Linked DNA regions of Mus musculus: regions 1, 2, 3, 4, 6 and 7 are each linked to region 5. A link is a contact called in public Hi-C, HiCAR-type, HiChIP or PLAC-seq and promoter capture Hi-C data. All regions are on one chromosome and are shown on one strand. The core of a region is the stretch at or near the end of the contact, and the rest is flanking DNA. Distances in the headings are between cores, read along the strand shown. Region 1 overlaps Togaram2 (TOG array regulator of axonemal microtubules 2). Region 2 overlaps Alk (anaplastic lymphoma kinase). Region 3 overlaps Alk (anaplastic lymphoma kinase). Region 4 overlaps Alk (anaplastic lymphoma kinase). Region 5 holds the start of Alk (anaplastic lymphoma kinase). Region 6 overlaps Clip4 (CAP-GLY domain containing linker protein family, member 4). Region 7 overlaps Pcare (photoreceptor cilium actin regulator).

Region 1 (3,125 bases), core at 170-2,669, 910 kb after region 5:
AAAAAAAAAACCAGGAATTTTGAGGATGGGCAGATTTGAGCAACAGATGAAAGGCATGTAGGAGAGTGCCTGGAAGATCAAGACATGGGTATAAAACCAAGAGAAAGAGGAGAAAAATGTCAACCCTAGCCACAGCCACAAAGGTCATGAGAGGCATTGGACAGAGATCGAAGACTCTGTCACTAATGCTACAGAGAGAGGGAGAGAAGCTGTGTGCCAGGAGAAGCGTCCCGTGGTAAGGAAGGCCAGTGCAGAGGTGAGTGTGAAGGTGAGGATGGAAGAGAGCTCCCATCCAGGAACAAGTGCAGGGACATGGTCCCACAGTCTAGCAGGGCCCAGACAAAGATAGAGACATGGCTGTGACCAGAGAAGGCAGCCCAGGAAACAGGAGATCTCGGAAAGCCAGAGAGAAATGGAAGACTTTGGAAGATCAGGCCAAAGAAATGCAGGAGGAGGATGTGACAACCATAGGTGGTGATTTAAGTGACAAACGTGCCCCAGAGTCTTGGGCGGGGATGGGGTGGGGGGTGGTAGTGGCAATGTTTGAATAGTGTGGCCTTGCCCACAGGAGTTATGCCATTTGCAGGTGGGCTCTGGGATTTAAAAAGCCTCAAGCTATTCCCGGTATTCTCGCTCTGAGGGTCAAGATGTAAGCTCTCGGCATCCTGTGCTATGATGCCTGATGTTGCCCCACCACCGTGGGCTCTTACCCTCCAGAACTCTCTGTCCGTGTAAATTCTTCCATAACTTGTTTGACCCTGTGTGGTGTTTTATCATAGCAACAGAAATGTACACTCATACGCCGCACCGGGAAAGGCAGACCTATAGTGGCTGAACGCCCACTCACATACATTCCCAGACACTCACATGTGTGTATACAAATGCACACACAGACACAAACATGATTACAGATGTACACTCACAGGCATGTGCCTAGGAATTCTTACATACCCAATTGGGGTATCAGTCTGGGCTGGCCACTGGATGCTGATAGCCGTCTAGAAGGCTCTGCCTGTCTTCTTTACGAGCAGATTCATGATAACCTAGAGCCTCTGCCCCAACTGTTTCTGGGTATGAAGAGCCTTTTGAAGTCCAAACATTTTATGAAAAACCCATATACCCACACATATGTATATGCAAACATACACACACATGACCACACACTATATACATTATACACACATTATACATGATAATAGTGGTGGTTTCAGTATCTGTCAGTTAAGAAAATACAAAATAAGAGAGAGCCACCATGGGCTTGACCATGCCCTAAAACAATGTGTATTTTATTCATCACTATGGCAACTGTAGACATTGAGAAACTAGAAAACAAGTTACTGCCCACATTACTGGTCATGAATGCCTTCAGAGCCAGCCAGAGTCCAGGATCAGAGGAGCCGCAACAACAATGCTGTGGTCTCCGCATGTCTGCCATTCACAAGAGGGGATTTTTACCCTTTCCAAACCTGGTGCCTCAAGACTGTGCCAGCCACGGTGACTCAGCAGTGAGGAGCCCAAGGGAAGGGGGGTGGGGGGCAAGACAAGTTACAGGAGAGATGACCACAAACAGACTTGAGATTTTTAAGTAGGCCGCTTACCGCGTATGTGGGGCCTTTGGTCCCATAAGCACATCCTGGCTTGGACACAGGGGGCTGGGCAAGGAGCCAGGCCTGCAGGAAGAGGTCCCTGTGGGCATCCGGGCCTTCGGAATGGGTGGGATCACGAGGCCTCCTAAAGACTTGTGCATCTTCTCATCAGCGCAGTGTAAGTATTGCCTGGAAATCTGCACCTGTGAGGGGGAGGGAGCCTGGTCCTTGGAAGCATGACTCACACTGTACTTTCTGCTCCTGGTAACCTCGCACAAAGCATCTCCTGGCAGCTGGTGAGAGGATGCTGGGAAATGTCCTCTTGTTTCCCTTTTCGGTCTCTTAGCCCCACTCCAACCCCTCTGGGAAGGTCACCCCTTCCCAACCACTCCAGGTAGGAAGACTGGCAAGCTTTTCCGTCGCTTTAATTATTTTTTGGATTTTAATTTTTTTTTAATCTTCTCATTTCAGAAAAATCTTTGACTGTGTAGAGCTGGAAGGGACCCTCTAAAACCCCCAATTCAAAGCTCTGCTTTTACAGATGTACAAAACAGCTCTGGGAAGGCGATGCCAACGCCTTCCTCCATGCCAACAAGCTGGCATTAAGCAAGAGATGAGCAGAAGACCGGGAAAAATCCCAAAACATGAACACCAAAGAAAGCCTGGGTCCACCAACTCCAGGACAGAAAGGATTGTAGCCCCCATACCTCTCAGGCAACCACACACACACACACACACACACACACACACACACACCACTCTCAGGCCAGATGTAACAGCTGGAACGCTACAGGGAGACGTGAAATGAGGGTCTCAATGCCACCCTGGTCTTGAGGACTGTCTAGAGACATTTAGCCGGGGCACAGGGACAAGAGTTGATAAAGGAATGGGGAGCCACAGAGCTGCCTTACCTCCTGGGCACTGGCTCCCGGGTCCTGGAGATCCTGTCTGCCTCCAGGAGGGTCCAGGTCCTTCTCCTTAGCACTGTTGGCCTCAGGGGTGGTGGGAATGCTCTGGATGGGAGGCATCGGCCTGGGTACCCTCAGGAGCCTCTGTGAGGTGGTGCGGGGGATTGTGCTCCGCAGAGGAACCCCTCTGGGGCCTCCCACCGGATCCAGAGAGGCTGAGCAGGGGTAAGATGGGGGAAGAAGTTAGTACCTGGAGCACGGAGAGCTGAGGGTGATTGCTGTACTAACCTAGGCCTCACATCCTGGGAGAAGAAGGGATGATGGAGGGGGAGGGGAAAGAGCTGGGCTCCCTCCAGCCTGGCACCCAACATCCACCAGATCACTAGCTAAGCAGCGGGTTTTGCGGGTCCCTTTTCATTTCCATAAAACATGGTAGAAATGCAAATCAAAGTCAAAGATGGTACAGGTGGAAAGACAAGAGCAGTGTTGGGCTAAGAGAGAGCTAAGAGAAGGCACAGCTGGCCCTGGATAGACGGCATACCACCCTTCTCATCCCTAACTTCAGATGGAAAATGTCCCTCCTCAGACCATTTGGAGCACTCTCTCCCAGCTGGCTGTGCTATTTGGAGCA
Region 2 (3,077 bases), core at 178-2,677, 620 kb after region 5:
GACAGGTGTTTTCCTTGGCTTTCTTTCTCCTCTGGTTAGATTTGCTCTAGGCTGTTTCTGTTATTTCCTGCCCTTTTCCAGAACTTGGCTAAGCAGGTACGATGGAAAGAAAGGGGAGGGTTCATACACACACACACACAATTGCATCACTCATGTTTGAATATGTTTATACTACAATGACTTTCACCTTCAGTATTTCAGACCATGGATATCTAAGGTTGATCGGCTCTCAATGTTAAGAGCAATATATTGTTGTTGATGTTGTTATTGTTGTTGTTGTTGTTGTTGTTGTTGTTGTCGTCGTCGTCATTGTCATAGTCATCATCATCATCTTCCTGAGGTATGAGGGGAATGCAAGGTAAATAAATAACCAAAATAGAAATGTGTGTGTACAGGTTTATAACCCCTGTCTCTCTCACTACACCCAAATCCTCCATGCAGAAGGTAGGAAGTGGATTTCTTTCTTCCAGGATAGCTGAGCTGCAATAGCAAGGAAACCAGTTCCTGCTGCATTGCTGTGCAAGACTACATGGTGGCTCAGGTCTCAGTCTTTGAGCCCCACAATTCCTAAAAAGGCTTCCCTAGAGTAAGAGGATACAGAGAGATGGGTGCTAGATAGAGGTGTGGAGGACACCGCTGATGAGGGACAAACACATGGGGATGGATGCCTTGGTTGGCCTGGACTTCAGGACTTTCACTGACCATAGAGTACCTTCTCTACAGACATACCAATCCTGGTCTGCCAAAGTTAATGTATGCAGAAAACCTCAAAAATGTAGGCTCACAACACCCCACGTTCACCAGTGCATTCCCACAGGGTGCCCAGGTCCCCTTTGATGAATTTCCCTCCAAATCTAGGAAGGAACTAGCTAGTAAGTCTATGTTTCTCCACTGCATTCACTTGGAAAGTGAACAAACGGGGCTTCTTGGGCTCCTTTTTGACCTCCTGAAAGACGTCACTGAGACTGGGTCTCTGCATCTTCAATCTCCATCCTTGGTGACTTGGTTGCTGGCCCTGGATCCTAAGATTTATCAACTGTTTGTATGCCCCGTCAATGGTGAGCAAAATCCATCCTGAGTGCATGCAGAGCTTCCCCCAATACCTGCCACCCCAAGCAGGGTGATGCATCTTGCCATTTACAAACACGACTCAGAAAAGAAATCAGGAACAGGGGCAGGGAGACAGAGGGGCTGGAAGAGCGTACAGAACTAAATCAAATGCCCATCAACAATGAGGTCATGGCCAGCATGAGCCTTGTGCCAAGCCAACCCCTAGAGCCTTCCATGAGCTTCTGAGCTCCCATGTCCCCCTCTGGCTACCTGCAGCCACTACTGCTACCTTTCTTGCCCAACCACTACTGCGGGCCTCACCTCCTCCTGTTCTTTGCACAGTTGCACATAAAGCATGAATATTTAAAGACCCCTGCCTAGCCCAGCCACAAACAGAGAGAGTATTGTGACTCTTTTCGGTTCCCCTTCCCTGCCACAAGCTATTCTCTGCAGGAAACTAGGGAGCCACTTACAATATATTCTTATTTTTATTTTATTTTTATTTTTATTTTTATTTCGCTGAGCTCCAGTTCAAATAATTAAAGTTGCCACGGGGGAGGAAAGGCTTGCCGTAGCTTTCATGTACTGGCTGTCAGGCCTGTTCCAGTCTGACTTGGCTTTAGACACTCTGATGTGTCTACCATTGCAGCTGCTGCTAATACAGAGGAGGACGTGAGAGGGGTGGGGGCTGTCCCACCCCTCCCCCTGCCTTTCACACATTCCAGAAGCCTGACTGTCTCAACAAGCCCTGTGTGGTTTGAAATTCTGTTTTATTTGAATAGCCTGCCTGTGACTAGAATATTTTAAGCCATGTTCTCAGGCCAGAAGAAAGCCTGGGGCAGGAAGGATTAGGCTTCTCTCATTTCTTTCCACTCTAAAACAGGGGAGTGGTTTTTCTTTTATGGGCTGCAGGAATATGAAGGACCCAGGAAGATGGCTATCATACACCAGTTTTTGTGATAGTCAGCTCTCAACTGCTGGTTTTCTGACCTTGCCTGATCTGCAGCTCTGTCCTTACATTCCAAGGGCATTGAAGCATTTGTGTACACGTGCACACACACACACACACACACACACACACACACACACAAAATGATATCCTAAAACACAACCAGAACCTTCTACCCTGAAGTCAACCCAAGGGAAAAAAATAATAATAACTTTAATTCACTGCTGGGGCAGCTGAGCCCAGGCAAAAAGGTTAGCTATGGAGTTCTGACATGTCTGTGTGGGCTTTCTGGCCTAAAGGGAAAAAGACCCATACTCTGTGTCCTTAAGATTGTCAAATGTGACCTCGACAGATATAGGAGAGAAGACTGGCATGGAGAATTTCCTTCTGCCAGCCTTCAAGCCGTGCCTACAACCCCTATAAGAATGGTACCCTATGGTGACAGTCCCGTAGAAGCCATGGAAACCCTCCCATCAATTGTTGTCTGGTTTAGATTTTTAAAGACTCTTCTGGTGTCCATGCATGGAAGGATAGCCCTTTCTTTGCCAGCTGCTCAATATGAGATCCAGGAGTGTTGACTGAATTTATGCAAAGCTGTCTCAACCTCCTCCTGCGGACAAGCGAGGAGACACAGAGGAACTCTCATGAGACCTGAGTTTTCAGTTTCTCAAACTTAATGACAAAGTCTCCCATGAAAAGGCAAATAAATAAATAAATAAATAAATAAATAAATAAGGGTCCCCAAACCAAAGAGGCTTGAGATGGAGAAACTAAAATAGCAGGGTTCTGCTGCATCGTTGCCTGCCCAGTGTCGACAGGGTAGGGAGGACTAGGGCAGTGTGCAGGAAGAGCTGAGAGCTCATTCTGTATACAGCCCTGGCAGGGTCTTCCCCACCCATGCATGATCTAGGTTAGAGCAATGTACCATAGCCCCAAAGCAACAAATACAAGTCAAGACCAAAGCCAGACCTCCTCTCTCACACAGATGACCCCATCTGAGCTTAGAGCAGTAGTTCTCAACCTGTGGGCCGTGACCCCTTTGGCAAACCTCTACCTCCAAAAATATTTACATTACAAC
Region 3 (2,775 bases), core at 271-2,770, 690 kb after region 5:
TTGATCCGCTACTAATTCTTTATTTAAAAAAGATTCACAACTCAATTACACCAGGTAACAATAGCTCACAGTCAATAATATAAACACAAACCCGGTACACATCCCATCTGACCAGGGGACCTGGATTTAGATGAGGAAAAACAAAGAGATTACAGCATCCACTTGTCCAGAGGACTATCTGGCAATTTCCAGCAAATTGGAATCACTGCGAGTCACTTTCCGCGCTTGAGTGGCAGGTATATTAATTTCTCATCATTTGTCAGCCATCAAAAGTAAATTGTTTACCGGGTTTGGGGAGAGTATGTCGGAGACAGGGGCTGTGCTGGTTGCTCTGGCGTGGCTGGGAAGGTCCGATCTAGAGAGTCCAGGCTGTAGCAGTGCCGAGCAGATGCGTGGTGCTTCATCAGTTCCATACAGAGGAGGTTCCCAGGTGACACTAAGCAGGAGTGGACCCAGGACCCCATGCTATGCCCTGTTCTACCTAGTAGCCACTGTCATTCCCTTCTGCCTCCTAGTGCCCCCAACCCCAGACAAGTACAGACTGTAAGGAGCATCCTCCGTCACTCAGGGACCGGTCTCTCGAGGTCATTTAGGTTCTTGTGGACATTATCTCGTTTAACTCCCACCATTGTCTCTCGGGGTCAGTGTTAGTAGTATATCACCAAAGGGCTCCGAGAGGGAAGATAATCTTCCCAAGGTCACACAGCAATTGTGCAAGGTTAGGTAAGGCCAGGACCAAGATAGCAAGGTGTCTCAGCCATGAATTTGAAGGAGGCAGTGGCTTAGTGTTACCCACTGCAGAGTCAGCACCTAGAAAGAGGAGCTGTGTTGTCCAGGCGCTCTCTGCCCTGAGGAGCCTAGCTGGGATTTGATTTCAGGTTTGTGTCACATGTCACCATGAGGCAGAGTGGGACTTGTAGTAGTCAGCGAGTTAAGCTCTGAGGTTCCAGGCCTCAAAGGGAGGAGGTAAGACCACACCCTCCCTAGACCTTAACAATCTCTTAGACGGTGAGTTCCTAAGAGGCTGAGACCACCACCAGGAGAGTAAGCGCCAGTCGCTGATACCTGGCTATCAAGCTTTGCTGTTGACTTTGGAGGCCCTGCCTTGACCTTGCCACCTTTCACAGCTTTATAAAACCCACTTTCTCTCCTCATCTCTGAGGCCTTCGCTTTTTCCCTCAGCAAGAGAGAGCTGAGTCTCCTACTGCTTAGCAGGGTTTCCTCAGGTCACATGGCCAGGACTTCCAGGACTGGAAGTATGGCTCAGGGCTCAGGGCTCCTCGCCAGCCCACCTCACTGCCAAGAACTGAGATCTGGAGGGAGTTGTTAGAGCTTGGATCTCTCTGGAGGGGTAGGAGAAAGATGAAGGCAGGCCGAATAGAGAAGAGGAGGCAGGAACAAACAACTTCCTGTTGAAATATAATAATTTGGCTAAATTTAAACATGTGAGAGAGTTCAGAATGATTCATAATGCATGCAGATTGATGTAAATGACTATGCAAATGATGCAGGCAGGAATGAGCGGGATGCAGCCCACCTCTCTCTGTGTAAGCAGCCTGAAACAGGACAAGGTCTTAGGTAAAAGTTTTCTGAGCAAAACCCATCTTGGGATGGAAATGAGGCCTTTTCATGCAACCTGACCAAGTCCTAGAAATTATCTTTTAAATCCAAAGTTATTATTTTCTTCTTACATTACCGAGAAATTTGGGCTCAGAGAGGGAAGATTACCTACCCAAGGTCCACACAGCATACGCACACGCGCAACACTTTCACAGAGACCAAAGGAGAACACGGAGAATTCTTATTCTCTTGAGACAGGATCTCTTACGGTATCTAGAACCGTGAGACAGCAAGAAAGCCCCAGTGACCCTCCTATCTTTACCCCCCACAACCCCTACACACACACACACACACACACACACACACACACACATACACACTCATACACACACACACACATACACACACACACATACACACACACACACACACACACATACACACACACACACACACACACACACATACACACACACACACACACACACACACATACACACACACACATACACACACACACACACACACACACACACACACATACACACACACACACACACACATACACACACACACACACACACACACACATACACACACACACACACACACCACACACACACACACACACACATACACATACACACACACACACACACATACACACACACACACACACACACACACACATACACACACACACACACACACACACACACATACACACACACACACACACACACACACACACACACATACACACACACACACACACACACACACACACATACACACACACACACACACACACACACACACACATACACACACACACACACACACACACATACACACACACAGTGCTGAGGTTACCAGTGCAAATTTAAATGCAGGTCTTCAAGCTTACACATACAAGCTCTCTTATCTGCTGAGCCAGCCTTCTGTTGTCCTTGGATAAGGTACCAAGAATGTTCGACCGGAGGTCAGGAGGACTAACATGTCTTCTCAGGCCCCTCTTTGTTAAGCTGTATACATGAGAGAGGAAGTGATCTCTAGAGGAAATGGCTCACAGTCTACCACTGCTCGGGTGTGTGGCCTCAGGTGAGTCCATTTCTCTGAGCTCCCATTTCCTCATCTTTCAAATGCAATTAATCACACCTTTCTGTGTCAACACACATTGCAGCTGCAGCCTACACATTGGAACTTTCTCCCTTC
Region 4 (3,223 bases), core at 490-2,989, 730 kb after region 5:
TCTGCCTGGAACAGCTGCACAAGCAAGGAGACCACACAACACAGAGTCACCATCAAATACGAGGAAAGCTGCAGGCGCTTAGGGAAGGAGCAAACAACATCCTCTGTGAGCCAAACGTGGCGTCCCTCTTCCCTGCCTCCTTCCCTACAACAAAACTAAAGCCACATTATCTTTTGTCTTTGAAGATTGCAAGAGTATTTTTGGAAATAGACCACAATATTTTGAAAGTAATGTAAAAACAAAAAAACAAAAAACAAAAACAAAAACAAAAACAAAAACAAAAAAACAAAACAACAACAACAAAAAACGGGCTGGTAAGATCGCTCAATGGGTTAAGTAAGATTCTTGCTTGCCAGAATCAAATGACCTGTTTGACCCCCAGGACCCAGATAGTGGGAGGGCAGAGAACTCCATAGGTTTGTCCTCAACTTGCACACACACACACACACACACACACCAAGGCACATGCATACCTGCACACATATACATACACACTATAAATTAAATCTAGTAAAAAACTTTTACATCTGTAAAAGGTGCCCCAGGGGCTTCTGCTCTGCCCCTCCCATCCCACTGCCCCCAGGCATGGGTGCTTATCCCCCAACCCCTAAGCACTGGGACCCCTCTCCTCCTCTGGTGAGATTTCAAGAATAGTGGTGCTCACTCTGTGCTCTGATACCTAACTGTCAACTAATGTGTTAGCTTGCTTTTCTGTTGTTGTTTTCCGTTTTTGATAACCACTGTGTGCAAATACACTTTGGGGGTGGGGGGGGGGAAGGGTTTATTTCCTCGGAACACTTTGTCATCACCGGAAGCCAGGATGAGAACTCAAGGCAGGAACCTGGAGGCAGGAACTGAAGTAGAGACCATGGAGATTGCTTATTGGCTTGTTCCGTTTGTTTTTCATATAACCCTGGAGGGGTGCCCCCAGCGGACTTAGCTCTCCCACACCCATCATTAAGAAAACGCCTTCACAGACAAGGCCACAGGCCAATCCGATGGCGGCAATAACTCAGCTAAGGTGTTCTCTCTCCTTTCAGGTGTCTTTAGTTTGTGTCCAGTTGACAAAAATGGATCAACTGTTAACAGTTAGCTCCCCTCCCCCGCCCCCTTCTCTCTCCTCTCTCTCTCCTCTCTCTCTCTCTCTCTCTCTCTCTCTCTCTCTCTCTCTCTCTCTCTCTCTCTCTCTCATCTCTTCCAGACCCAACATCTCTCTGATTCCGTGTTCATCCATCCTCTCTCTGTCCCCACAGGACCCCGATGTGATCAACACAGCTCTGCCCATCGAATACGGTCCAGTAGTAGAAGAGGAGGAGAAAGTGCCCATGCGCCCCAAAGACCCCGAGGGGATGCCACCTTTGCTGGTGTCTCCCCAGCCTGCGAAGCACGAGGAGGCGTCCGCAGCTCCCCAGCCCGCAGCCCTGACGGCACCAGGCCCATCGGTGAAGAAGCCCCCGGGTGCGGGTGCGGGCGCGGGCGCGGGTGCGGGTGCCGGCCCGGTGCCCCGAGGTGCGGCCGATCGGGGCCACGTGAACATGGCTTTCTCTCAGCCCAACCCTCCCCCGGAGCTGCACAAAGGCCCGGGATCCAGAAACAAGCCGACCAGCCTGTGGAACCCCACCTACGGCTCGTGGTTCACCGAGAAGCCTGCCAAAAAGACCCATCCTCCGCCAGGCGCCGAGCCGCAGGCGCGGGCAGGAGCGGCCGAGGGTGGCTGGACCGGGCCGGGCGCGGGGCCCCGCAGAGCCGAGGCAGCGCTGCTGCTAGAGCCATCGGCGCTGAGCGCCACCATGAAGGAGGTGCCGCTGTTCAGGCTGCGCCACTTCCCCTGCGGCAATGTCAACTATGGTTACCAGCAACAGGGTCTCCCCTTGGAAGCCACAGCCGCGCCAGGGGACACCATGCTGAAAAGCAAGAATAAGGTCACCCAGCCGGGGCCCTGAGCCCTGTACTCCACTAGCTTCTCCTCCTGGCGGAGCCGGAGCCCACCCAGAGGGAGATGGACAGGATGGCTCCACCACAAACCCAAGACCAAAACTTTCATTTTTGTGCCAACTTGTTTTGAAGTGCCACATTTTAAAAAAAGGAAACTTGTGTTTTTAAGATGTGTTAGAAGGTTTTTTGAGCATGGGTTCATCTATCCTCTCAAAAGAAGAAAATGCCATTCTTTAAAAAAGAAAAAAAAGCAATCAGTGCAAGGCCCAGATTGGTTGCGCCAAGTTTTCGTGCATGGTCTGCTGTACAGTCCCCTAAGGCTTCTTTCCGATTTTTGTGTGCGCTCTGCTTCCGCGTAGTCAGAAATAGCTGCTTCCATGTCTCATAGGGGGAGTCCTAGGTGTTTCCTTTGCCTTATGAATATGAACCACTCGAGGGGCGGGCGAGGGAACAGAAATAAAGGAATTAATTTCAGTGACTCAGCATGGGGAGAGACATTCTTTACTTGGAAAAGAAGTCAGCTGACATCGCTGTGGGTGGTGGTTAGAGGCTTTTAATTGTTCTAACTCATTGCCTATTGTAAAAAAAAAAAATGTCGTGACTAGTTCGTAGTATAGTGGAAAACGTGTATATATTCATCTAAGCAAAATGCATCCATCGCAAGTGCTTTGCGTATGAAAGAAACTCCAGTAGAGATGCAGTGAGTCAAACACCCTGTTAACATACCTCATGCCTTAAGAAAAATCTTCCTACTAAAAGTAAAAAAAAAAAATTAAAAAAAATTACCGTGTGTGAGGTTTCCTACTGGATTTAAAACTCAAGATTGAAATTACTTCCACACTTTCCATTCATTCAGATCTGATCACTTTTTAAAATTCGAGTAGCGGCGATTCGTAGAAGCACAGGAAGAAGATGCCCATTCGTGGATCTGTGTATCGATACATCTGAGGCCCAAACCTTCCCCAGAGTTTCTTCCGTTCCATGATGCATTGGGCCATTGGAGGAACAGGCCTTCCAGTGGCCTAGACCTGGTCGGTCCTTCCCCAGTTCTCCCAACAACACCCCCACCCCCTTAGCCATGAGATCCTGGTTTGCTGGGAACACAAATGTGGTTTAACACTCATAGCATAATTTACATAGATCTCAAGTGCAGGTTACAGCAAAGCATTTGGCATTAAAACTTGCCTAAAGAGTTGAGGTCAGTGCTGTGTGTTCAGTGGGTCTTCTGAACCTGGTTTTTCACAGATGACATTTATTTCTATGAAATGGAATCGGGAACCCATTAAAT
Region 5 (2,992 bases), core at 123-2,622:
ACACAACCTTCTTCCACAGAGTCATATCCATAGCCTCTGGCCTGCTACTCATGGACCGCTAGGGCAAAGTAGCAGTCAAGAGGACTGGAGGGTGGGCTTGGAAGTCTCACATGAGCAAATGATCCAGAACTGGAATTAAAAATATCCGTCTCATGTGTGGTGGTTTATGCTTGTAATCCCAAATCCCAGCACTTGAAAAGCCGGAACAGGATTTCCAAGAGTTCCTAGTCAGTCTAGGCAGTGTAGTGAGTTCAAGCCCAGCCTGGGCTACAAAAACGAGGTCGTATTTCAAAAAAGGCCAAAATAAAAAAAGTGAATAAACAAATAGTGTCGTGGTGGGGTGGTTGCTCAGCGGCAGAGCGTTCGCTTGTCTTATAGAAGGCTCTGAGTTTCATCCCCAGTTTCTGTCTGGAAACCTGTGCAGACACCATTATGAGAAAACCAAGTGGCTGACAGGTCTGACAGCATTTGTTGCGGCTAAAGCCGAAGAAGAACAACTCAGGCTCTCAGGAATGCTTTCAAATAACAGGAGTGTTGGAGAAGGTTCCCTTTCAAGGCTCCAAGGCTCTTGAATCTTGCAGGGCCTCGCTACCCCTGCCTCCTTCTGGTTTTTCTTTGCCTCCAGATTTATTCCGGAACCTGCTCCTCTGAAGTCGGACACATTTAATCTGTTAAATGTATAATTAGACAGAGTGTTTGGTTGCAACGATCGCTTCCAGTTTTCCCATTTATCCAAAATACTCTCTTGTTCGCACAGCGGAGAAATAGGGCAGGCAATCTGGAGGAAGGAACAGGCACCAGCAGCGGGAGGCGGGGCGGGCTTGGTGCTTTTCTCAATGAATACTGAGGCCTCTGCAGATTTGCATAGGAGCAGATCTCGCAGCGGCATTGGCCGGCGGGCTTGGAAGGGGGCGGGGCCGGCTGCGTGGGCTGGGCGGCTGCGCTGAGTTCGCTCTAGAGCCCCGCCCCTCGCGGAGGCCCCGCCCCCCTTCGGCGCGCGCTCGCGGCACTGCCAGCTGCAAGTGGCGGGCGCCCAGGCAGATGCGATCCAGCGGCTCTGGGGGCGGCAGCAGCGGTGGCAACTGGCACCTCCCGCTGCTTCTGTCCAGCGGTTCTCGGGGGGGCAGTAAGACGTTTTCCGTTCGCCCCCTGGCCAGTCAACAAAACCGCGGGCGCTGCTGGTAGGTGAGGAGGGGGCTGGCTACATTGCGGGCTCCTCTGCCCGGAATGTTTTCACTAGTCGCCAGCGGCCAGGGCCGCCCGGGTGCTTGGGAGTGAACTCCGAGGAACCAAGACGTCGGTGACGGCAAGGACGCTGCAAACTTGCGCGCGTGGAGGCAGCGGGAGCCTCCTCTCCGCAACGCAGAGCTCGTGTTCACGCCCAGAAGTTCAGCGGGCAGGGTGATCGATCCGAAGACTTCCTGCAGCGGAGGTCACTTGAGGGGGCGCTAGAAAGCAGCCCCCTCCGGTGGTCCTTGCCTAGACCTGGGAAGGAGCGCAGAGGAGGTGACAGGAGCGGAGGACGTGGGCAAGACAGTGACCGACTCGGAGCCACGGTTCACAGCCTGGAAAGTTGCAGAAGATTGGAAGCTAAGAGGAGAGCTCTGGTCGCCGAGGGCTCCTTGAACGGTACCTAATTGCCACCTCCCTGGTCCCTGAGCAAAGGCCTCTACAAATGGGGCGCAGCACGGCGAGAGGCGCAGGATCCAGCTGTTGAGCCCAGGGTGTCTCACTGTCTCCGAACTACCCCCTGACTTTGTCTTCCGTTTTGCTGAGAACCCTTCTCGCCTCCTTGTAGCTTGGGAAAAGCAAGGGCGCTCTATAGTGTACACACAGTCCCTGAGATCTAGTGGAAGGAGCCATTCAGGACCAAGGACTATTTGGAGCCCTTTCCTGTTTGGGGGAGAGTGAAGGGCGAGGCTGGACCAGCAAGGGAAGGGAGACTAGTGTAAACTCGCCCTCCAGCGGGATGGGAGCTGCTGGGTTCCTGTGGCTGCTGCCTCCACTGCTTTTGGCAGCAGCCTCGTACTCCGGAGCTGCAACCGATCAGCGCGCGGGTTCCCCAGCCTCAGGGCCTCCTCTGCAGCCCCGGGAGCCGCTCAGTTATTCGCGCCTGCAGAGGAAGAGTCTGGCAGTGGACTTCGTTGTACCCTCGCTCTTCCGCGTCTATGCCCGAGACCTGCTGCTACCGCAGCCACGGTCCCCCTCGGAGCCCGAGGCTGGCGGGCTGGAGGCGCGGGGATCACTGGCCCTGGATTGTGAGCCTCTGCTCAGGCTGCTGGGGCCACTGCCTGGAATCTCCTGGGCAGATGGAGCCAGTTCTCCTAGTCCCGAGGCGGGTCCGACGCTGTCCAGGGTGCTGAAGGGAGGCTCGGTGCGCAAGCTCAGGCGTGCCAAACAGCTGGTGCTGGAGCTGGGCGAGGAGACGATTCTTGAAGGCTGTATTGGTCCCCCAGAGGAGGTAGCGGCTGTGGGGATACTCCAGTTCAACCTCAGCGAGCTGTTCAGCTGGTGGATTCTCCACGGCGAAGGGAGGCTGAGGATCCGCCTGATGCCTGAGAAGAAGGCATCGGAAGTGGGCAGGGAGGGAAGGCTATCCAGTGCGATCCGAGCCTCCCAGCCCCGCCTTCTCTTCCAGATCTTCGGGACGGGTGAGCAGCTCCCACTAGAGTGTGTTGGGATTTGCATTTTTAGTTATACGACATGTAGACACTGCTAACTAACTCTTATTCTTCTAGCCCCCTTTTCATCGTACTTGAACTTAGACCCGTGGTTTCTTTTTATGTGCTTAAACATAGTAACTTCCCAATAGAACCTTCTCTCTCTCTCTCTAGCAACCAAGTTGGGAGAAAAGTTTTCCAGTGTTGGCAGAATGCCTTCCACTGACTTACACACGATCCCACTGGATCATAATTGGATGCCCTCCTTCCTGAGCTCTGAGAATGGCTGAAACGTCCCTATAACGCCCGAGTTCCAAGTTACGGGACCTCAC
Region 6 (3,116 bases), core at 387-2,886, 770 kb after region 5:
TAGGGGTCACAGTGTGATACCAAGATAGCCTCCCACAGCCCCTAGCGTAAAATCTTCCCATCTTGAAGACTAGCAGGGCCTTTAAAGAGCTCCAAACTGGCTTGTGTTGGGAACGCCTTAAAATCAGAGACCACGTCTGTTTTGTTTGCTCATAGAATGCCTAGCACAGCACAAAGTACGGAAAGACACTTAATAGTATTTGATGCTGATGAATGAGACAATCAGAAGATGACAGGAAGACAGCTGGATGGAGACTGGTTCATTTCATCAGAGCCCTGGTACTTTAAGGAGTGGGGGTTGCTTTTAAACACTCTACCTTGGAGAAAACCAAACAGAAAGCAAAAGAAACAGTGAGTGAGGCCCTGTGCACTCTGTAAACACAGCAGCGAAAACAGAAACCTACAGGAACAATGTGACTTCACAAGTAAAGGCAGAGAAAAGGTTGCCGCTGTATAAAAAGCCCAGAACTGGCAACGGGGCTCACTGGTACCCACTGTGCCTGACACATGCCCAATCCTGCACTCTGGGTAACTGAATGTGAAATAAACCCCAGGCCTTGTGACTGGGAGACAAATCAAACTAATGCATGATAGTGCATCCATCACCTGCCAGACACGGGTTCAGAGGAGACTCACAGATGCCCAATAAGTCCTCCAAGGTTACGGCAAAGAGCTCACTTCTGACTCCAGATAGCCAGGGATTCAAATCCTCACTGTAGCATACAGTTGGCATTAGCTGTCAGGGCCTGATGTTCCTCCTCTGTGGAATGGGGACAATTGCAGGGCCTGTCTAATGAGATGCTTTAGGTAACTGATCCAGGGACAACTCTGAGGACGGTGTCAGCTAAGCACATGGGCCTAGGGCAGTCAGGAAGCTAACAAAGCCAGGCCAAGCTTAGCTCTTCCATTACCCAGAGATGCAACTTCAGCTCTGCTGCTTTTTCTCTGGAAAACTATTTTCCCACCTGTAAGGTGGGAATAAACACAGCAGCTCATGGATCCTTGGGTGTGCAGGGGACAATGGCGTATACCACTCGGGTGCTCAGGATGCAGCCTGCCATTAAATGCTCGGTAAGAGTTGATGATACTTAGGGTTATTTCCCAACTCACCTGGCCAGGGACTTCTTAGGATCAAGTGAAACAACACTTAGACCTTACGAGCTACAAAGTACTGTATGCCAAAGGCCTCGCTGCTGTAAAGAATAATGTGTCAAGTACACAAAACCGAAGAGAATTAACACCAAGAGGCTATGTAAGGAAAAGAAAAAAATTGAGGGAGAAAATGATTTAAAAAGAAAAAAACAAAAACAAAAACAAAAACAAAACTTCAATTTGACCAGAAACCCTCAGCGTCCAGCTAAAGGGGGACTGGTAGGAACTCCCAGGCCATCAGCACGGTTACAGTGTCATGAGAGTGACTACACCACATATGTTGTATCTTGCCCAGAGATTATAATCCCCTTTTCTAGCCTCTGTCTCCCAGCTCCACATTGCACCCGAATGTCATGAGGACCTGTGTTCTGGATAAGCTTGCTTTTAAAACCCAGAGGGAGGTGACATGTAAGCGCACTGCCTTACCAGGAAACACTCACGAGGTCTGTTACATATAAACCCCCGAGACTTCACTTCCCCCACCCCCGGAGAGCTACTGCCTATCTATTTTTGAAAACTAAGGAAATCAGAGGAAAAAGCCATTTTGGTTCCATTAGGTTTGTGGGAGAGTGAATGGGTGCCTGCTGGCAGGAAATTTAATGTAGTTAGGATGTGACTGAAGCAATCAGAGGGCATTTTTACTTTTGTTTGCATGACGGATTAAGCTTGCTCCTCGCACTGTTCTTAGCTGCAAACGCCACTTCTAATAGCCTACACACACTCATAGGGTTTGCAAATGAGGAAGAAAGGAGGTTTTTAAAATTGCAAACCCTCAGCAAGGCAAATTTAGCTTCCCATGAGCCTTCCCTCCAAGGAAGGTGGCCAGTTAACCCGTTGAAGGAACGCCTGTGCTTATCTTCCAGATGGAATCGGGGACCTGTGTGCCACAGGGAACTGCAGAGTTTCTGTAAACAGATGGATGCACACTCCAGTTTCTCCTCACCTCTGTACCCTGGACGGGGGCGCAAATATTCCATATCTCGGAGAGCAACTAAAATACTGTACACCTCCAACCGAACCATCATTCTTCCCGTGGGGCTTCTCCAGCTCTATGCCGTACCAATACCCTAGAACATGAATATTGCATTTTAAAGGCATCTGCACTTCATTCACAACCGCTGTGCGGTAATACGAACCCAAAGTCGGGATGGCTCGGCGTTTTCACAAATGACCGAGATGATGGAAGATCATCATGATCATTAAGCTCTCAGATGATCAAATTATAAAATAAAAACTTGAAAATTTGGAAAGTGGGAGAAACGTTTCAGTGGCATAATTGCAGAGCAGTAGTACATTAAGGGAGGAAAAATAAAACACACAAACTCAGATTTGCAGGGAATTAGCCATCATGCAAGGAGAGCGCCACCAAAATATATCTTAAGACTATAATGCAAAAGAAAGCGTCCTTGTCGCTAACGTAGCGGGCTTCAGTGAGAGCAGCACGGAATGCTACTGAGAGACATGAATCCTCAGGTGGACAGCTCTCTCTTCAGCTCACTGTCCACGTAGCAGAACACCACAAACACCCATTAAATAATTAAACAAGGGCAGAGATAACACGGAACACACAGTGATGCCGCTCCCTCTTCTAAGTAAAGGAAAAGACCTAGGTTTGCTAATAGAAGAACTTGTCTTAGAAGGCAGTATCTATGGGGCTAGCTGTGAGAAACCCAAGTCCCTGGAGAGACTACAACCGAAACAACGGGGCTGCACTTCCAGTAGCATGAGCTAGGTGGACATACTCTAAAGCAGGGATTCCTGGGGGTTCCATGGTTCGCTAGACAAGCCCACAGTTCGCACGCTTGTAGCCTGAGCATGCAGCACGTTTGGTCTTTTACAATCAATATCAAATAAAGAACGCGTATGTGATCATTTGGTCTTTCACAACCAATAGCAAGAATGGGTGTGCGAATACAACCAACTCACTACAAAAAGGAAATGCAAAATACTCCTCTCAGATTACTA
Region 7 (3,210 bases), core at 287-2,786, 860 kb after region 5:
TTGATTCTATTCAGAAAAGGAATGGCAGCTGTGCTGAGCAGGGAAGATATTTTTTTCCCTTGCTGTTATTGTTTTCAATTCAAGCAACTAAGCCTAGCTCTTTATTAAGCAAGACGTGCTTTAGAAAAACAAAACAAAACAAAACAAAAGGCCCAGTCCTCTCAGGCTCAGTTCAGAGTCACAGGATTCCAAGCCTAGAGGGGGGGAGCAGGAATCAGCCTGCCTTGGAAGTTCAGGGAACTGGCTCCTACCACGTCTAACCAGACAGGCATGCAGAACCGACAATCTGGCCTTCCAAGTGTGATATGGAAAGGCAGAGGCCTGATACCCAAGTCCAACCCTAAGCTAGATGTAAGAGGGATGTGGAGGGAAGAGATGGGCAGAGGAGAGCGAGGTACAGGAAAGGAACCAGGAGAAAGAGTGGAGGAGTGTCTGACCTGTCCTTGTACTTTCTTTTGGCAGCAGCAGCAGCAGCAGCAGTGAGGAGAACCCCAAGCAAGAACTCCCACCTTGGAACAACTCCAGAGTCCCAGAACTGCAGGGTAGTAGCACCAAGCGGGCATCTCCTTTGGAGCTCTGTGTGCTGGGCCATGGGCTGCAGCCAGAAGCCCGAATGAACCGCGGCCAGGACAGACCCCAGCCAGAGTCACAGCCCCAGCACAAGGAAATATCTTGACTCGTGGCTAGTGGGGGTTACCCTAGAACACATGAAGTACTAGTGACGTGTTCACACTGCACCATGGGTGGTAGACAAACCAACTCGAGCTGCGGTTGACTTGGAAGGATCTTGAAGACACCCCTACCAAAGGGTTTTCAAAATCTCAAACAGCAGCTGGATTCACTTACAGATCCTGCTTTGCCTTGGGTTTCAATGTTAATGGAAACTTTAGACCCCACAATGATACCCTTTATCTTTCCGAGTGCTGGCCTTAATTAGAGGGATAATATATTCATGCTTAGAGGGCCATGTGTCTTACAAGATAACCATTGGTTATCGTGCGTCATTTAAACCACAACAGTGTGTGAAATAGTGTCCTCCCGTTTTACAGATAAGAAACCCAAATGTGTCGGGGGAGGGCCCCCCCCCCAGAGTTGTGCTGGGGTTTCAGACAGATGTGAGAATGGAGCAAAACCGGGTACAGATGTGGCTGGCCTTAGACTCTGCGTTCTTCATTATGTTCTATTGCCTTAGACTATTCCATCACTGTACCTGCCTGTGGCATAAGCATAAAGAGAATAAAGAGAAGCCTTTTGCATTTAAGGTTAAATGGTATGATGGCTAATGTTCGGTCGTGTCTGTGAGGGATTTCCTAGATTGAGTTCATTGAGATAGGAAGACCTACCCCACTGTAACTGGCACCATTCCACGGAGGGGAGAGGGTCCTGAACTGCAGAAAGAGGAAGTCAGCAGCATTCATTTCTTCCTGCTTCCTGAGTGGGGATACAATGTGACCAGCAGCCTTCAACTCCTGCCACAGCATTGATGGACTGCATCCCCCAACCGGAGAGCCAAGACAAAGCCTTCCTCCCTCAAGCTGATTTTGTCAGGATACTGTGTCCCATCAAGGAGAAGAGTAACTAGGACAAGCGGTAACACAGTGTTGAAGTCTCAATTAAAAGCTTTATTTAGAAGCTAATTGCTCCTGTCATGAGAAAATGAGGGGAGTTAGAACATCTAGCCCCTCCAAACCACCCCTGCACCCCCTCCTCACATTTCCAGCTCCTCCTTGCAGCCTCTCCTCCCTTGGCCTCAGAGTGTATCAAATTCTCTGGCTGGGCTAAGCACTTGCAGGCTTCTTGAACTGCATGAGCACAACCAAGCCTCCACAGCAAGAGGCCTGTTCTTTACACGGGGTCAGGGCTGAAGCTCCAGAGGTGGGAAGGGAAGGATGCAGGCTCACTTGCCTGGCTTCCCAAAGCTGCTTCTTGCCGAGTTTATTCCCAGGTCATCTGCAGAGAAGTTCTGCTGGAGCTGGAAGCAAAGCAAAGAAGCATGGGTCATGCCCCAAACCCCACTTCTGCCAAACAGCTAGATACTTGCTGCGGATCCTGGAATTTTTCCATCGGGAGCTGTGGAGTACTTTCTATTTAGAAAAGAATTTGCAGTAATTGGGTGATTCAATGCCTGCTCAGTGGGTTGTCAAAAGACAAGAATTCTCACCCACGGGTACAGCTAAAGAGGCTGAACTTAGCAGATCTGCTGCAAAGCTGACGTTTTAAGTTGAGAAGATCATAGACCTCTAATTGTCTCCTCCTCCTCCTCCTCCTCCTCCTCTTCTTCTTCCTCCTCCTCCTCCTCCTCCTCACTTCCCCCTTCCTCCTTTCCCCTTCCTCCCCTTTCCCTTCCTCCTCCTCCTTCTCTTCTTCTTCTTCTTCTTCTTCTTCTTCTTCTTCTTCTTCTTCTTCTTCTTCTTCTTCTTCTTCTTCTTCTTCTTCTTCCCCTTTCCTCCCCCCTCCTCCTCCTCCTTCTTGCTGTAGTTAAAATAGATTGTGGCCTCGAGCACATGTTATACTGGGTCCTGGAGCCTCCAGCTACCTCTTGTTCTCACCCCAGGGACAGACTTGTAACTCTAACTAGATGAATCTCACATGAATTATCATGTTATTAAAATGAGAGTGGCAGGGCTGATCTCTTCAATGACACCAGAGTCACCATTGACTAAATAAATGACCAAGAGGTGCCATGCTCACCCCTGTATTCAGGCTCGTATTTGTCAGGGTTGTTGTGTTGACTTCGGAGCAGTACCTGAGTCATGGGGTGTAGTTCTGGGTTGGAGTCTAAAATGTGCTGGCTTCAATCTGGATGGCACCCAAAATGGCTGGCAAGCAGCTTGAGGAACAAGCAGGCAAGACTGGGCAAGCCCAACACAGCAGGGCAAGCCTAGGACAGCAGGACAAGCCCAGCACATCAGGGCAAGCCCAGCACATCAGGGCAAGCAGAAGCAAGCATTGCAAGTGGCGTTTGAGAGCTTACCCAATGTCACTGACTTCAGGGACCACTGATTGGCAAGTATCTCTTGACTTGTTCTAGGGTTTAGAGCATCAGTTCTCAACGTCTAGGTCCCAATTCCTTTGGAGGATCACATGTCAGATATCCTGCATATCATATTTACATTATGATTCATAACAATAGCAAAATTACAGTTATGCAGTAGCTGAAATAATTTTATGGTTGGGGGGTCACTGCAACCTAAGGAACTATATGAAAGG

What was found. Promoter capture Hi-C pulls out the DNA fragments that hold promoters and counts their contacts. Hi-C and Micro-C count contacts between places; a contact is called where the count stands out from the background. HiCAR-type assays count read pairs that join an accessible place to other places. HiChIP or PLAC-seq counts read pairs in DNA pulled down with a chosen protein or histone mark.
Region 1: a contact with region 5 is called in an H3K4me3 HiChIP or PLAC-seq map of forebrain, with 6 times the contacts expected there. The contact joins the enhancer-like site here to the promoter of Alk in region 5. A contact is called at or near these places in 10 of 39 promoter capture datasets (the 3T3-L1 cell line, embryonic stem cells, frontonasal cranial neural crest and 6 more), 6 of 115 datasets of contacts at active chromatin or transcription factors (cardiomyocytes, embryonic basal ganglia, embryonic forebrain and 3 more) and 1 of 9 other capture datasets (embryonic stem cells).
Region 2: an H3K4me3 HiChIP or PLAC-seq map of neural tube shows a contact between it and region 5, with 7 times the contacts expected there. The contact joins the enhancer-like site here to the promoter of Alk in region 5. A contact is called at or near these places in 8 of 39 promoter capture datasets (the 3T3-L1 cell line, HPC-7-derived erythroid cells, embryonic stem cells and 3 more) and 7 of 115 datasets of contacts at active chromatin or transcription factors (SST interneurons, embryonic basal ganglia, embryonic forebrain and 4 more).
Region 3: a contact with region 5 is called in an H3K4me3 HiChIP or PLAC-seq map of forebrain, with 10 times the contacts expected there. The contact joins the enhancer-like site here to the promoter of Alk in region 5. A contact is called at or near these places in 12 of 39 promoter capture datasets (the 3T3-L1 cell line, embryonic stem cells, frontonasal cranial neural crest and 6 more), 1 of 15 datasets of contacts at CTCF or cohesin (the NIH/3T3 cell line), 4 of 484 Hi-C or Micro-C datasets (cerebral cortex, embryonic stem cells, myocytes and 1 more), 7 of 115 datasets of contacts at active chromatin or transcription factors (astrocytes, embryonic basal ganglia, embryonic forebrain and 3 more) and 1 of 9 other capture datasets (embryonic stem cells).
Region 4: a contact with region 5 is called in a promoter capture Hi-C map of embryonic stem cells, with 4 times the contacts expected there. The contact joins the enhancer-like site here to the promoter of Alk in region 5. A contact is called at or near these places in 2 of 39 promoter capture datasets (embryonic stem cells and hippocampal neurons), 1 of 15 datasets of contacts at CTCF or cohesin (large pre-B cells), 5 of 484 Hi-C or Micro-C datasets (embryonic stem cells and nephron progenitors), 6 of 115 datasets of contacts at active chromatin or transcription factors (VIP interneurons, astrocytes, embryonic basal ganglia and 3 more) and 1 of 9 other capture datasets (embryonic stem cells).
Region 6: a contact with region 5 is called in a Hi-C map of the N1E-115 cell line, with 15 times the contacts expected there. The contact joins the enhancer-like site here to the promoter of Alk in region 5. A contact is called at or near these places in 6 of 39 promoter capture datasets (the 3T3-L1 cell line, cranial neural crest, embryonic stem cells and 2 more), 5 of 484 Hi-C or Micro-C datasets (the N1E-115 cell line, cerebellum, cortical neurons and 1 more) and 10 of 115 datasets of contacts at active chromatin or transcription factors (SST interneurons, astrocytes, cardiomyocytes and 7 more).
Region 7: a contact with region 5 is called in a HiCAR-type map of astrocytes, with 4 times the contacts expected there. The contact joins the enhancer-like site here to the promoter of Alk in region 5. A contact is called at or near these places in 2 of 39 promoter capture datasets (hippocampal neurons and maxillary cranial neural crest), 3 of 115 datasets of contacts at active chromatin or transcription factors (astrocytes, embryonic forebrain and stem cell-derived neural progenitor cells) and 1 of 9 other capture datasets (embryonic stem cells).

Annotation. Positions count from the first base shown.
Region 1 is chr17:71,690,110-71,693,234 of GRCm38.p6, reverse strand. Togaram2 (TOG array regulator of axonemal microtubules 2) reads right to left here. Exons shown (of 20, transcript NM_177087.4): 5 at 2,498-2,709; 6 at 1,599-1,789. Among named protein-coding and RNA genes, the nearest start is that of Togaram2, 18 kb to the right of the region's middle. Within about 2 kb of position 1,419, at least 64 of the 459 cell types and tissues checked have an H3K27ac peak or open chromatin away from gene starts, as enhancers often do. A contact at or near this core is called in forebrain and hippocampal neurons, where this site is marked.
Region 2 is chr17:71,979,686-71,982,762 of GRCm38.p6, reverse strand. The region is part of intron 8 of Alk (anaplastic lymphoma kinase); the gene reads left to right. Among named protein-coding and RNA genes, the nearest start is that of Gm41613, 150 kb to the left of the region's middle. Within about 2 kb of position 1,427, at least 67 of the 459 cell types and tissues checked have an H3K27ac peak or open chromatin away from gene starts, as enhancers often do. A contact at or near this core is called in embryonic basal ganglia, embryonic forebrain, neural tube and 1 more, where this site is marked.
Region 3 is chr17:71,913,241-71,916,015 of GRCm38.p6, reverse strand. All of the region lies in intron 12 of Alk (anaplastic lymphoma kinase), which reads left to right. Among named protein-coding and RNA genes, the nearest start is that of Gm30140, 130 kb to the right of the region's middle. Within about 2 kb of position 1,520, at least 13 of the 459 cell types and tissues checked have an H3K27ac peak or open chromatin away from gene starts, as enhancers often do. A contact at or near this core is called in cerebral cortex and forebrain, where this site is marked.
Region 4 is chr17:71,868,162-71,871,384 of GRCm38.p6, reverse strand. It overlaps Alk (anaplastic lymphoma kinase), which reads left to right. Exons shown (of 29, transcript NM_007439.2): 29 at 1,254-2,397. The coding sequence ends at 1,943. Among named protein-coding and RNA genes, the nearest start is that of Gm30140, 87 kb to the right of the region's middle. Within about 2 kb of position 1,739, at least 94 of the 459 cell types and tissues checked have an H3K27ac peak or open chromatin away from gene starts, as enhancers often do. A contact at or near this core is called in VIP interneurons, embryonic basal ganglia, embryonic stem cells and 3 more, where this site is marked.
Region 5 is chr17:72,602,687-72,605,678 of GRCm38.p6, reverse strand. Alk (anaplastic lymphoma kinase) reads left to right here and starts at 1,372. Exons shown (of 29, transcript NM_007439.2): 1 at 1,372-2,651. The coding sequence starts at 1,970.
Region 6 is chr17:71,833,286-71,836,401 of GRCm38.p6, reverse strand. It overlaps Clip4 (CAP-GLY domain containing linker protein family, member 4), which reads right to left. Exons shown (of 16, transcript NM_030179.3): 13 at 2,095-2,218. Among named protein-coding and RNA genes, the nearest start is that of Gm30140, 52 kb to the right of the region's middle. Within about 2 kb of position 1,636, at least 14 of the 459 cell types and tissues checked have an H3K27ac peak or open chromatin away from gene starts, as enhancers often do. A contact at or near this core is called in the N1E-115 cell line and SST interneurons, where this site is marked.
Region 7 is chr17:71,741,982-71,745,191 of GRCm38.p6, reverse strand. It overlaps Pcare (photoreceptor cilium actin regulator), which reads left to right. Exons shown (of 2, transcript NM_146082.4): 2 at 463-1,637. The coding sequence ends at 676. Among named protein-coding and RNA genes, the nearest start is that of Pcare, 9.3 kb to the left of the region's middle. Within about 2 kb of position 1,536, at least 39 of the 459 cell types and tissues checked have an H3K27ac peak or open chromatin away from gene starts, as enhancers often do. A contact at or near this core is called in astrocytes, where this site is marked.